2 separate regions of the Danio rerio genome follow, and region 1 is linked to region 2. A link is a contact called in public HiChIP or PLAC-seq data. All regions are on one chromosome and are shown on one strand. Each heading gives the region's core, a stretch centred on a gene start, on an enhancer-like site or on the middle of the called end of the contact. The rest is flanking DNA. Distances are from core to core; before and after follow the strand shown.

What was found. HiChIP or PLAC-seq counts read pairs in DNA pulled down with a chosen protein or histone mark.
Region 1: an H3K4me3 HiChIP or PLAC-seq map of gastrula embryo shows a contact between it and region 2, with 4 times the contacts expected there. The contact joins the promoter of rnaseka here to the promoter of arrb2b in region 2. A contact is called at or near these places in 4 of 18 Hi-C or Micro-C datasets (caudal fin, embryo, hematopoietic stem cells and 1 more) and 2 of 4 datasets of contacts at active chromatin or transcription factors (embryo and gastrula embryo).

What each region holds. Positions count from the first base shown.
Region 1 is chr7:26,075,544-26,081,898 of GRCz12tu, forward strand. It overlaps rnaseka (ribonuclease, RNase K a), which reads right to left and starts at 4,947. Exons shown (of 3, transcript NM_001045405.2): 1 at 4,660-4,947; 2 at 4,281-4,363; 3 at 3,648-4,178. The coding sequence starts at 4,737. The coding sequence ends at 4,034. si:dkey-6n21.12 reads left to right here and starts at 5,434. Exons shown (of 7, transcript XM_017357018.4): 1 at 5,434-5,770. The coding sequence starts at 5,719. It overlaps alox12 (arachidonate 12-lipoxygenase), which reads left to right. Exons shown (of 16, transcript NM_199618.1): 15 at 1,376-1,546; 16 at 2,088-3,565. The coding sequence ends at 2,267.
Region 2 is chr7:25,944,003-25,950,988 of GRCz12tu, forward strand. It overlaps arrb2b (arrestin, beta 2b), which reads left to right and starts at 4,203. Exons shown (of 15, transcript NM_201124.1): 1 at 4,203-4,364. The coding sequence starts at 4,342. It overlaps LOC108190781 (a long non-coding RNA gene), which reads right to left and starts at 4,036. Exons shown (of 8, transcript XR_012383299.1): 1 at 3,720-4,036; 2 at 3,537-3,622. hmgb3a (high mobility group box 3a) reads left to right here. Exons shown (of 5, transcript NM_001122836.1): 4 at 267-441; 5 at 522-1,646. The coding sequence ends at 701.

The DNA of each region.
Region 1 (6,355 bases), core at 3,697-6,196, 130 kb after region 2:
TTTGCACATGCACCTACAAAATTGTCTCAATCAATTTAAAAGGACAAATTCTTTCCAAATAGAGCCATTCAAGTCATCTGGTGAAGTTATGCTCAATATTGCAGAAAAATAAAATATCGCAATGTCCATTTTTTCCAATATCATGCAGTCCTATCACAGAAATAAATTAAGCATGTTATGAGTTAAGAACAGGATAGATATACAGACAGACGCCCATGTTTTTTTTTATTATTACAATCAAATATATTCAAATTTATTGGTCCATTTTCAAACAGCAAAAATAATGTATAAAGCAAAGATTGTATTTTACTTCCTGTTAATATTCAAAAATGGTTTATAAATGGAGAAGGAAGTTATCATTTTAGAAGAAAGTATAAATAACTTCAAAACATTCTTATGTTTGTTCAACATTAGGAAGCTTTTGTGGTGTGGAGTGAGATTATGAAAGTTTTGAAGTTTGACTCCCTTCATAAAGCAGTATAAGCAAACCATTTTCAGAATGCATATGGAAGAAGAGCAGATTTGATTGATGTTTCAACTGATTTTTTTAAGTGCATTAGAAACTGATGAGATGACAAAATAATGGAGATAATTTGATAATCATTGTTGAGGATTGTTATTTATTGTTGTGGACTGTTATTCATCATTGATGTATAGTGGAGAAAAAGGGTAGGATTAAATAAGCATATGCTTAAACATGTTGTTTTTTTGGACATGTATAGGTTCAAAATTAGATTTTTGAAGTTGATTTGCATACTAATAGTATTTGTTTTAATTTTTGACATGTTCAAATTAAAATCTAGACAGACAGACTGACTGACTGACTGACTGACTGAGCTAACTTTGCAATAAATACAGATTGTTTTTATTCAGGAAATAATTTAAGAGAAATGTTTAAAAATGTGTCTGTTAGAGCAATTTTAGAATAATTATTATTAGTCAAGCTAAAAGATTGTAAATGACTCTTCAGGTTGTTGTTATTGTATGTCTTTTGTGTAATGAATGTTTATTAGGAACCGATATGATTGCATGTTATAAATTGTAAATTCAGTTGAAGTTTTGCCATGAATCTAGCCAATGCTGCCGATATGGCATTAAAATAAAAATAAATAAATAAATAAATATATATTGTTTAAATAAATTAAGCGCTAATTAAGCATAAAGTTTTCCCAGAGATGGGTTGTGGCTGGAAAGGCATGCACTGCATAAAAACGTGCTGGATAAGTTGGCGGTTCATTCTGCTGTGGCGACCCTGGATTAATTACGGGACTAAGCCGAAAAAAAGAAAATGAATGAATAAGTATGAAGTGACTGGCATCACATGTATGTGGTCAGTGTATGGTGATTGTGGTGACAGTTTTTCTTTGTCCTGTAGTTTGACTGGTGCGCTTGGGTACCCAACACCCCCTGCACCATGAGACACCCCCCACCAAGAGATAAAGATGCAGTGACCATGGAATTGATTATGGACACGCTGCCCGACATCAGCCAGTCCTGTGTGCAGATGGCCATCACATGGCATTTGGGCCGGGCACAGCCTGATGCGGTGGGTCAACAGTGTCAGATGTACTTTAACATCATCTATATGTGCATTATAAGTCCAGTTGAATCCAATTAATCACTAACACAAAACTCTCTATTGACCTTATTCTGCAATGCGGAAGTGTGCTGGCTTTTACATTTTAGAACTTCCAATTTAGTTTCCTTTGGGAGAAATGACTTGGAATAATTAATGGCAGAAAATGATAAAACTGCTTGCTTTACAAACAAGTGTGTTTATGACTAAACATAAGAAGAAGAAGAATTTAATTGGAAAATATCAACTTGCAACATAAAGCAGCATAACTGATGGTGGAGGAGGAGTTTCCACCCTAAAATGTGTAGAGCGCTTTGTGTGTCCAGAAAAGCACTATATAAATGTGAGGAATAACAATAATAAGTGAATGACACTAGAAGTGTTGAGCCAAAAAGAAACCAATAGCTGCACCCTCTCGTACATGAAGAATAAGGTCAATAAGCTTCTCAAAGACACTTTAATTAAACACATTTACCCTTTGGTAAGGCTGTTTTTTTTTTCTCTCTTTAAGATCCCAATGGGCCAGTATGTGGAGCAGTACTTCACTGAACCCGCTGCTTTGAAGGTGATTGACAAATTCAGGAAAGAGCTGAAAGAACTGGAGGACAAGATAATGGCCCAGAACGAGGGACTCGAACTTCAGTACCTTTACCTTTGTCCAAGCCGCATGGAAAACAGCATCACTATTTAGAGACAAAAACAAACACTACCTGACAAAAGTCGTCGCCTATCCAAGTATTAGGAGCAGCAAATAATAACTTGACTTCTAGGTGATCATTTGGTATCAGATGTGGCTTATATGAAAGGCAAAGGCCTCTAGATTACACTTATTTTACCAAAATAAAACATGATCCTGCCTTGATTTTTAATTGTTTAACTAGGACAGTAAGGTCTGACTTTGCTTGGACAGTCTTGTTGCGTAATGTGCAGAAATAATGTCAAAGAAAGCGTTCTTGCAGGACTCCTCGAATCATCAAGATTCTTTGGATTCATCTTCAATGCCTTCTCCTTCATCTTACCCCAGACATGCTCAATAATGTTCTTATCTGGTGACTGGGCTGGCCAATCTTGGAGCACCTTGACCTTCTTTGCTTTCAGGAACTTTGATGTGGAGGCTTGAAGCGCTATGAAGAATAATAGCACAGAATCTTCTGCCAAATCTACCTTTTGCCACTTTTCCAAATGATCAATTAGAAGTCAAGTTATTATTTGTTGCTATTACAACTGGGATCGACGGCAATTCTTTTGTCAGGTAGAGTACATGTAAATACGCATTTGTACCATCTTTTCCAGTCAATGACTTGCTTAGCAATGGGATCTATCACAGCATGTGTCAAAATTGTAATATATATCATTTGAAACTTTGTAAAGCATCAGTACGTAAAGCTTTTTTATATTCATTTTAGTGAACCGTTTTTTAGTTTGATTTTAAACTAATAATGTGCATTGAACTGTTTGAACGGAACTTTCTATGAGCTGTTTCTGTGTATATTTTACCACTGTATGCATCAGCTTTAGAAAACACACGTTTTATATTTAATACATTTTTGTTTCAGATGCAGACAATGCATCATCACTAAACTTTAATCTGTGTACATATGCATGCATTGGCTTTTCATTTGTCCATTACAAATAAAGATTTTTGTTAACACTTTAGGTCACAATTTATTTTATTAACTACTCGCCTATTACCTGCCTATTATTAAGATATTAACTGTTCATTAGTGGTTATGAAGTATGATCTTATTCTGCATCCCCAATTCTTCCCATAAACTAAACTCAGCTTCTACCTTACTATGAATAAACAGTTAATTAGTTGTTTATTAAGGTAGTAGTGTTAGTTAATGGTTTGTTAATATCGTGAAGTATGACCTAAAGTGTCACCAAACATTTTTATTTCATATTTTAGTGTTGTATTCTTATTTTACTTGTAATATTTTCCTGCATATCTTTATCTGTGGACACCATTCATTAAAAAATTATAAATCATTTTATTCATTTTATTATTCATTAAGTAATTATAGAGCAATGGATACAATCTGAAAGTAATCTGCACACTGACAACACAGGCACCATTTTGAATGAATCATTTATTGTGAAAACAGGACCATGTCGATTTCCACCTAATATTCACCTACTCAGATTGTAAATTTGACACGTGTATAAATAAAATGGCAATAATTTATCAACAGCATTTGCAGATAATAGACATTTAAAGGTTTAACAGGTCCACATATACAAACAGCACTATAAAAGACAAATTAAGGCACCGCACATACATGATTAAACTCACTCATCTTCTATTTATGAGAAGCTTCAAGACAGAAAGGCAAGAGTAAAGTACATAATCTCATTCCATTTTACACATCCACATTCAATTTAAAGCAATTACAGCATTATTACATATAGACACAGTGAGGGAATGGACAGGTAGAGTTTAAACTCCAGTCACATGTACTAATGCACCAGATATTCCTTGCGCTTGTTCAGGCGAACCTGACAAAATGACAGGAATCCTATGCCAACGTAGATTACTGCTGCAATGAAGCAGTTGTATCCCACTTGGTTGTACAGTTTATAGACGCTTTGCGGTGGTGTGTCCCTGAAAGGAGACAGAGAAAGACAATGTCATGAATGCATGTGACATCCCCTATGTTAGACGCTCTTTATTTTCCAGAGTGACTCAATAGCAAGCGGAACTCACTGGCTGTGTAAGTCTTCCTCAGTCAAAGGCACGTCCTCTATAAGAATAGCTGAATGAGTGGTGAAAAAAATCCCCAGCAATGCCTAAAACAAATCAGAAAATGTAAACTATAGTGTCATGACTGTAATTTCACACATCACCAACAATCTACTAGTTTTTATATTGATAGTTCATACATTTTAATTAATCTATGACATTTAATATGCTACTTTCGTAATGTAGTAAGGAAATATGTTATAATGTAATGTTTAATAACGTTAAATCATCATGATCCACCCCAAAGCTGCTGATATTGTTGACCGTTTGTGCGAAGGTACTTATTACTAAGCTTAAATTGAGTCTTTTACATGTCTAAACTATAGAAAACATGTTAACTTACCAGCATAATAACACCCCAAATGCTCAGCACCAGTCCACACGCTGCCAGTTTAGGACCGCAGAAAAGCAAAGAAACCATTTTCTGAGCAGTCGCTGGTTGGGTTACAGTTACCCTGAAATGCCAGAGGACGGGTTCAAAGGAAACAAACTTAAAGCGACCGTCGATTTAACTTTCAGAAGTTACTTTTGTTAGAGTTTTTTTGACCTCGGTAGGATCGATGTCAACAGTCAGCCGATTTAATCAGCTGACTTTAGAGGAAGCGGAAGTAGAGAAACTACAGAGTGTAACGTCATAGAAAGTTTGAAACAAACTTTTAGCACATTTTGTATAGCTCAGAATACATTCTTGCCGATATTCTGAGATCCACGACTGTGTATTCAAAGCAATTTACTTACTTTTACTTCATTTACCAGACTCACTTTAACGGATTAAAAAAGTTTTTTTTTCGTTTTGACAATTTATGTACAGTTGTAAGTTACTTTATAACACTATTTTACAGGTTTAACCGAAATATAAACACAATCCTACAGTTTTCCTGTCATTAATATAACATGTTTAGACTTGTTGACGCTTGACTCCTCAACCCAAATTTGTTTTTCGTCTTAAAAAGCGTTGTGTGCATCTATTCATCATTAGTTACTGACTACATTATTGTTCAGTTTTAAAGTTTTATCTAATAAGTTTGCATTAGCTGTGTTTGCAAACGATTGAAACTGGACACCTTAGTGGTAACTTTTGTGACTCTTCGCTCATTCCTCCTCCCTTCATGCTCTCAACCCATAACAAAACGTCGCCAAATTCCTTAGGATTTTGCTCTCTGCGTTGAGTTTTAGTTATATTCTTTGGTTTTAAGAAACAAACTGTTATAATTGTGTAACATTATTAACCTTAAACAAGCTTATGAAAGTCTTAGTTTAGCGGTAGGAGCTGAAAAGAGAAACAGAATCATCTTCATGGATGAAAAAGAGAGAAAAGGATAAACGAAGACTTGAGGAGGGCGCGTAACGGGACGAGCCCGGAGGAAAACAAGCTTTGACTTGAAGAAAAGTATGGAAATGTATGAGTTCTGTTGAAGAGCAGGACAGAATTTGCCAACACATTCACCAAAAGAGTAAGTATACCGGTAAAAACACTTTTAGGATTCAGCTTTAGGACACATCGTGTCAGTTCAGTACGTGGCCAAAGGGGATAGCATCATGCTACATTACAATCCTATTAAATAACTGAAATGTACAAATCTTTTAAAACATGGAAATAAATATATTTCCCTTTCTGATTAAACTTAATTCCCAAACTAGTCAGTGATTTTTCAGGGCAGTTTTGTCCATTGCAGTTTCAGAGGTAGTACGGTAGATGGCTGTGGGGATGTTGTAACGGATCAAGGAAAAAAATATAAGAAGACATTTCGTCCATTTTCTCCAAAAGTCAAATAAAACAAAGATGTTGCACAACTAGCCTTTGTAGTAGGTAAAATGTTACAAAAGTGGACACAAGTGTCTACCATTTAGAAACTATTGTGTGTGTTTTACACGTTAAAGACTAAAGAGATTACTTTAGTAATTATTTGAATAGTTAGTATAAGTACATTTGTAACTTTTGTATATGTATTTGTTCCTGCCATAAAGATAGCCTTGGATTCATGCCAATAAAATAAACCACTCAAAGAATAAGCACTGTAAAGAAAATTAATCTGTTC
Region 2 (6,986 bases), core at 2,953-5,452:
TTGCGATACCCACTGCGCAACGCGTCGCCCCCTATAAATTTATCTAAAAGTTGATTAAGAGTTCCTTTAATTATCCTGTTTATTGATGTTTTAACATTTTAAATATGTACTAAGAGTGGGGGTTAAATGTTATATTGCATTTCTGTAGTTTGGTAATGAATAACAATAATAAAAAACTATTATTAAATAATTTTCGTAGTTTTAAAATGAGTGTTATTGCTCATACACAATCATTGTTGAACTTTCCAATCTCTATTGTTCAACAGCTCTGGATTTTTCCTGTTCTGCTCTGAACATCGTCCTCAAATCAAGGCTCAGTATCCCAGCCTGGGCATCGGAGATGTGGCCAAAAAACTGGGCGAGATGTGGAATGGCCTCACAGATGCTAACAAACAACCCTTCTTGATGAAAGCCAACAAGCTGAAGGACAAGTACCAAAAGGCATGTCTCCATACTTCCATCCTCCATGCAGCATATTAAAAATGGCAGCAAATTTTAACAATATTTGCATTTTCATGCAGGATGTTGCGGACTACAAGACGAAGAGCAAGGCCGGAGGTGTTTCCATGGGCATGGGGATGCCAATGGCTAACTGTATGCCTCCCAAACCCATGATGAAGAGCAACATGGACGATGAAGAAGATGACGAGGAAGACGAAGAAGAGGAAGAGGATGATGACGAATATGACGACGACGAATAGACTCATTTTTATTTCTCTCAGTGTGTGTGCGTGTGTGTGTGTGTTACAATTATGATACCTATTTCCCCAGTAGATACGGAATACACTGGTGGTCTTTCATAGCCCCGTTGTTGTTTTAATAGAGGTGGAATGTTTCGTGTGCTGTTGGTTAGAGACCGAAAAACCACCGTTTTTGACCTCCAGCTTCGTGTGTGTGTGAGAGCATGTGAAGACCTCACTTCATCACCGTAGCCCGGTGTCTTCCTAGCCCATGTTTGTATGCTTTTACCAATTGTATAACAAAAAGGCCTTCAAACAAGTAACACCATACATTTGTAAATCCCTTCTATTTTTCCTTTTCAGTTTAAGAGTGCGTAGCTCTGTATATGGTTGAGTAGATATCGTTTATGATTGTGGTGTGTTGCATGTGGAAAGGTGTCATAGTTTGGTAACTGTGCGCCGATATCAGACATTTCATGCTGAAGCCGTCATTCTTGTCCAGTTTTAGGAAAAAAGAAAATCAGTGCAAAAAAGAGCAGTTGCCACCAGCACGTTGGTTAGTTTTGTTGCAGGCGGGTGCGCTATATGTCGTTTATTATTATTAGCACATCCAAGATCAGTATAGGAAAGGTATTTATATTATCTTCCCTATAAATATTAACTGTTGTGTGATCTAGGAATGCACTATATATATATATATATATGTATAAAAGTACAGATTTGTGTAAAATGTGGTCAAACGTTAGCGGAAAACAAGTATGAGCACTCGTAAAAAAAGAAATATCTGAACAAAAAAATTGGCCAATGTTGATTTGGTCGCTGATATATCGTGCATCTCTAGTTTGATTCTCATGTTTTGGTTGAATATAAAGTAAGACACAATGCTGATGATAAATCTGTACTTATCTGTATCTATGATTTTCATTTTATATGTTTGAGGTTTGCAATTAAATTGAAACGTTTTTATTTGTGTGTTGTTTTTCTGGAAACAGACAAAGAATATATAGGATGCCAGCATGAGTCACTTTGACAAGTATGGATAATTAAACTATGGCTAGAATACTGTATATTCTAAACATTTCTACTCCACTTTTCATTTTGATGTTTTATATTTAAAAGACTGAACAATTGGAGGGGGAATGATTTAAGGTGCCTTAAACTAAATAATGATTCCAATGGTTTTGATCGCTGTAGGAGAATTGGGTAAGGTGTCTGTAGTGTATGTTCTGGTTCTCCTAGTTGGGGGGGTTGAGCATTGGGCTAACAAACCACCTCATTTAAATACTGCATTTTAATATAGGCTCTGCTGATTTATTTTAACACATAGACAACGACATACAGAATAACAAGATAAAAAAATAATAAATAAAATTAAAAGAATAAAATAACGTTAAAATCTTTAACATTCATAGACAGATTTTACAACATATGATAAAAATGTATAAAATATGATTAATATAGGCTTTTTAGTATTGGTTGGGGGCCCATAATTCCCCTGGGCCCAAAGCGACTGCTTACCTTGCTTATTGGTTAAGTCGCCCCTAAGTGCATTGTTCTGCAAAGTCATTTAGGGTTCTCCAAAGAACTATTAATTTTGTAGTGTGAAGACAATCTAAAGCAGAGATGCCCAAGCTAGGGCCCGTGGGCTAACGTTGGCCCATGTTAACCCTTTGATTTGGACCACAATGCCATCTGAGAATGATGGAGATGGTTTCGAGTTTGTCAGGTCAAATTTAATGTAATTGTTTGTTTGTTTGTTTGTTTTTATGTTAAAAGCTAACTGAAATTAAAATTTTCAATTAAGTGCTGTAAACCAGTGGTGTCCAAACTCAGTCCTGGAGGGCCGGTTTCCTAGAGAGTTTTGCTCAAATCCTAATCAAACACACCTGAACCAGCTAATCAAGATCTTATGCCACAGTCACAATAGAGTTTGCATGCGAAATTCTGTCGTACAGCACTGCGAAAAGGGGTGGGATTAAACGAGATGATTAGACGTTTAAAAAAACGAGCGATTGCTCCATGTTTTAAATTTCATTCCAGAGAGGTCATATTTTGATCCTTGATTGGTCTCACGCAGTCAAGTGATGCGATTTTGCAGGTCAAAGTTCACCAAGCTTAAACTTTCCAACGCAGCGAACTGCGAAACTTGCCGCACGACCTTGTGTTTCCAGTCTGACGCCTTGGCGTGTGTATGAATGAAAGTCTACGGGGAGAAAAGTGCAGTGTGACTGCAGATTTTCTGTATATACTAGAAACGTCCTGGCAGGTGTGTTGAGGAAAGTTGGGACTAAACTCAGTTTGGACACCCCTGCTGTAAACTAATGAAATTCTGTTTAAATGTACACAGTCACCCAATAATAAGCCTTTTGGGAAAATCAAGTCAAAGGCAGATTCTGCTTGAACAGTGTATTCAGCATTGAACTCCACTGTGTTATAAAAGTGATTGTTTGTTTTTATTGCAGTAAGTTATAATTTAACAAGTTATACTGCAATAGTTAATACAATTTAAAGCAATGTTTTATGTTTATTTTGAAATATTATGAAATACAAGGAAATGACCCATGGCAACTTTAGAGTAATACATTTTGGTATATTTACATTTAGCTCAAAGCATTCAATGATATTTGGTTTTTGGCTCTTTAAACTAAAATGTTTGGGCACCCCAATCTAAAGAAACTTGTCCAGTAAAAAGTGTCATGGATATTAAACATTCTTCGATTAATGTCAATAAAAAAACATTTTAAGACAGTTCATCACTGTAAATATGTAATCAACAGCAGCTAGGTTACTACTGCTGTTTATTTATTTATGTGTTGCCTAAAGGAATATTCCGATATGTATGTGGATGTTGTTTACCTTTCTCTGGATGGTCGCTAGATGGCGCAAGGCTCTTTTATAGTAGGAGAGTTCATGGGCGCGTTACATAATGCCATGATGGGAATCTTGTGGAAAATGACATTAGTGACACACTGAAATTAGACGGGAGTCATATTCAGTCTTAAACGAACTCTGTATTAGTTTATCTAGGAGAAATATTACCATCACCTCACAAAATGTAGTTTAAGACGTTTTTGCAGTCTGTTGATCCCGCGTAATGTCATTCGCCTCATCATTCTGACATTTTAATGGACTTCCTTCAGAGATATCATTTTTGTGGTTGACATTAGGATGAAAACGCGCGAGCACTCCAAATCCGTCAAATACATTACAAACACTAGTTCGCCGTTCCCCCCGAGAACGCGGAACATACGCCATATGATACACGTAAATATGCAAATGTTTGAGTTTTTCCTTGTAGTGTGTGTATGTGTGTGTACCAAAGCAGCACAAGTTCTTTCTCAACCATATCTCTGATTGGTGGTCCCCTGGGCAAAGTGGGCGGATATCATGACCCGCCTGATGACGGTAGAAGATTCTCCGCTCGTGATTGGCTACTCGCTCTGCCTGTCAAACGCCCAGGCCAAAGCCCAGTTGCTTGCTGTCTGAAGCGGCAGCAGCGAGCGGAGTGGGGCGAGTGAGGCTTCCGTCTCAGGGCTGCGGAAACTACCCTGCAAGACTGGCACTGATTGAGGAAAGGAGGAACGCTTTATTCGAGGTTTCGTCTCTGTGAAACATCTCTTACAAAGTGTCCAGCCTTTACTGAAGGAAACAGCCTGCGGAGATGGGCGACAAGGCGGGGACCAGGTAAGAGAGACAGTTTACAGCGCAGGTTCAATTCAGGCTCTGACTTCTAATTTTGAAGTCACGATACTGTGTACTAACATCCCACCCGAGGATGAACACTCCCTGCAAACCTCCCAGGCTGGAGGGATGTCTTGGGGAGCCAGTAGTGCATTTGAGCTCGTTCGTTTGTAGCCCATAAGATGTGTACATGCATAGGCACTCGAAGCAAACGCTCCTAAAACATGATCACTGGACATCTCCTGTACTTCGGCCAGGGTGGGGTGACTGACCAGCACGATTCACCAGCCCTCCGTCCTGCTCTTGGACACCATAGGAAAGCAAATGCAACTGAAATCGCGTAGGAGTGTTGCATTTAGTCGCTATTATCAGCTGCGATCTGCTGTTATCTTGTTGGTCTCAAGTTGTGGCTGGTTTATTTATGTACTCGCGACAACGCCAAGCACTTATCACGACATGTTGTTGTATTACTGACGTTACATGCATTACAAGCGAGGATACACTATATTATTTTCCGCCTCACGGCCAGAAATCAAGAAGTCTGTCGCACCCAGCGCGAGAAATTCCTGCTCATCACTGCGCGCTCACTTCCTCAACTTTCAGAAAAAAGGCCTCGACGTTTCCTGTTGCAGCAATGCAGTGGCTTTTGCTGTGTGTGTGAAGTGTCTTTTTAACACCTCTCCCTGTGTCTGTGTGCAGAACAGGCCCTGTAGGCGCAGTGTAGATAGATAGTCGAGTCGTGGGCGACCATGTACGTGCGCTGAGTTTGATGAGTAACCCAGCAGATCCTCTCAGTTGTGCCTTCAGTTCTGCTTCCATGTCACGGCTCTCAGACCGTCAGAGAAGGACACCCGCGGCTCTCTGCCTCCTGGCTGTCTGAAGACCAAGTTTTGGGGCTTTATCAGAGGGCTGCATGTTCCCCCCTTTGATGTCGGTCTGGCGTGTGACAGCAGGGGGCTTCAGGGGGAGGCTTGTTGTGAATGACATTAGAAAGAATGGCCAGAAATCACATTTTTAGTGAGTTTGGTGAAGCTTAAGACCAGGGGTGCCCAAACGTGTTCTTATGAAGGGTTTAAAACCAAACTTGATTGAGGCTAGTGGGACAAAGGTAAACACGGTTGCCATTGGTAATTTCCAAATTTATTTAATAATGTTTAAAAATGACTATTAAACATTGCTTTACATGAACTAATACAGTATTTTATATGAAACAAAACAAAGTAATTTATAACAGAATTACACTAGTTTTTACCTTGATTTGCTCGCTGATGTCATCTGTATAGTCCTCCATCCGTCTAGTGACAGTATTTATATGTGAAAAAAATCTGATTAATTTACAACATTTCATTGAAACAATAAAACAGCAACAAACAAAAAAAGGTGATGACGATCTCTGAAATCTGTGTTAAATTCATTTGCCCCAACACTCCATCCATGGTGGGCATAATCAAAGGTTGCAACTTTGTCCCACAAGCTCTACTTTGGGTATCTCTGCTTTATACAAAATAGGCTGCACATGTTTATTGTGGTATATTTGATGCATGTACAAAGTGAGAATATATGGAGCATTACCAGGGGCATACTTATTGATTCAGGGGCTCTAAGCAATTCCAGGTATGAGGCCCTATTGAAACTCAAAACATTCTATTACTCTATGAATCATTTTCACAAGATTGTTATGACATGTTTAACAGACATCATACTCTTAAATCCCTGAAAGTTGAAAAAAAACCATACGAACATTTATATGTGTTTATGAATATATTATATCATCTTTGCGTCAAATTGCAAAAAAAATTCATTACCGCTTGCAAGGTGTTTCTAGTACAGCGTCTATGGGGCTGAGAGTAAATTTGATGTTATTTTCTCTTCTGTCTGCACCACTTGTCTCGCACCATTTTTTTTTTTTTTACTTTTTCTGAAAGTCTTGATAACACCATTGTAACGTTTTTCTTTTATTATTTCAGCGAATAGGGTTGTGATTTTTGTTGTTGTTGTTGTACTCTTCGATTCACTGCGCTCTAAGTTTACCCAACTATGAAACCTTTCACTACTGAGAAACCCGGAAACGTATAAAGGGTCTATACACCGTAAAACCTAAAAAGTTAAAGTAACTAAAACCATTTGAGGAAACTGATTGCAACAAACCATTTAAGTTCAAAAACTAATCCTAATCAGTACTGTGGACGTGATTCATTAGAGTAAATGAAGCAATTTGAGCACAGTAAAACCAATAAATGAAGAGGATTCAAACTGTACTGTAATACCCAATAATTTAAGGCAACACAAACCATTTGAGGAAACTGATTGCTAAAAACCATTTGAGTTAAAAACAAATCTATAGGAGTACTGTGACCTTACGCCATTAAAGTTGATGAAATGAGGTATTTCATTACCCAAGTTCAAAACTTTTTTCAAATGAGTAGAATTAACTTTCAGTACATTTTCTTGTTGACTGTTGGGTTTTACAGTGTATTTATTTTATTTCTCTGTTGATTTTTTAATTTATTTTGTTAATAAACAATGTTAAAATAGTTTCTTAATGTAAAATTAAAAACGATAAATTCACAAATAAAAAAACAAGTTCACAAACTGTGTACAGTTAAATAGCCATATTTGTGATAG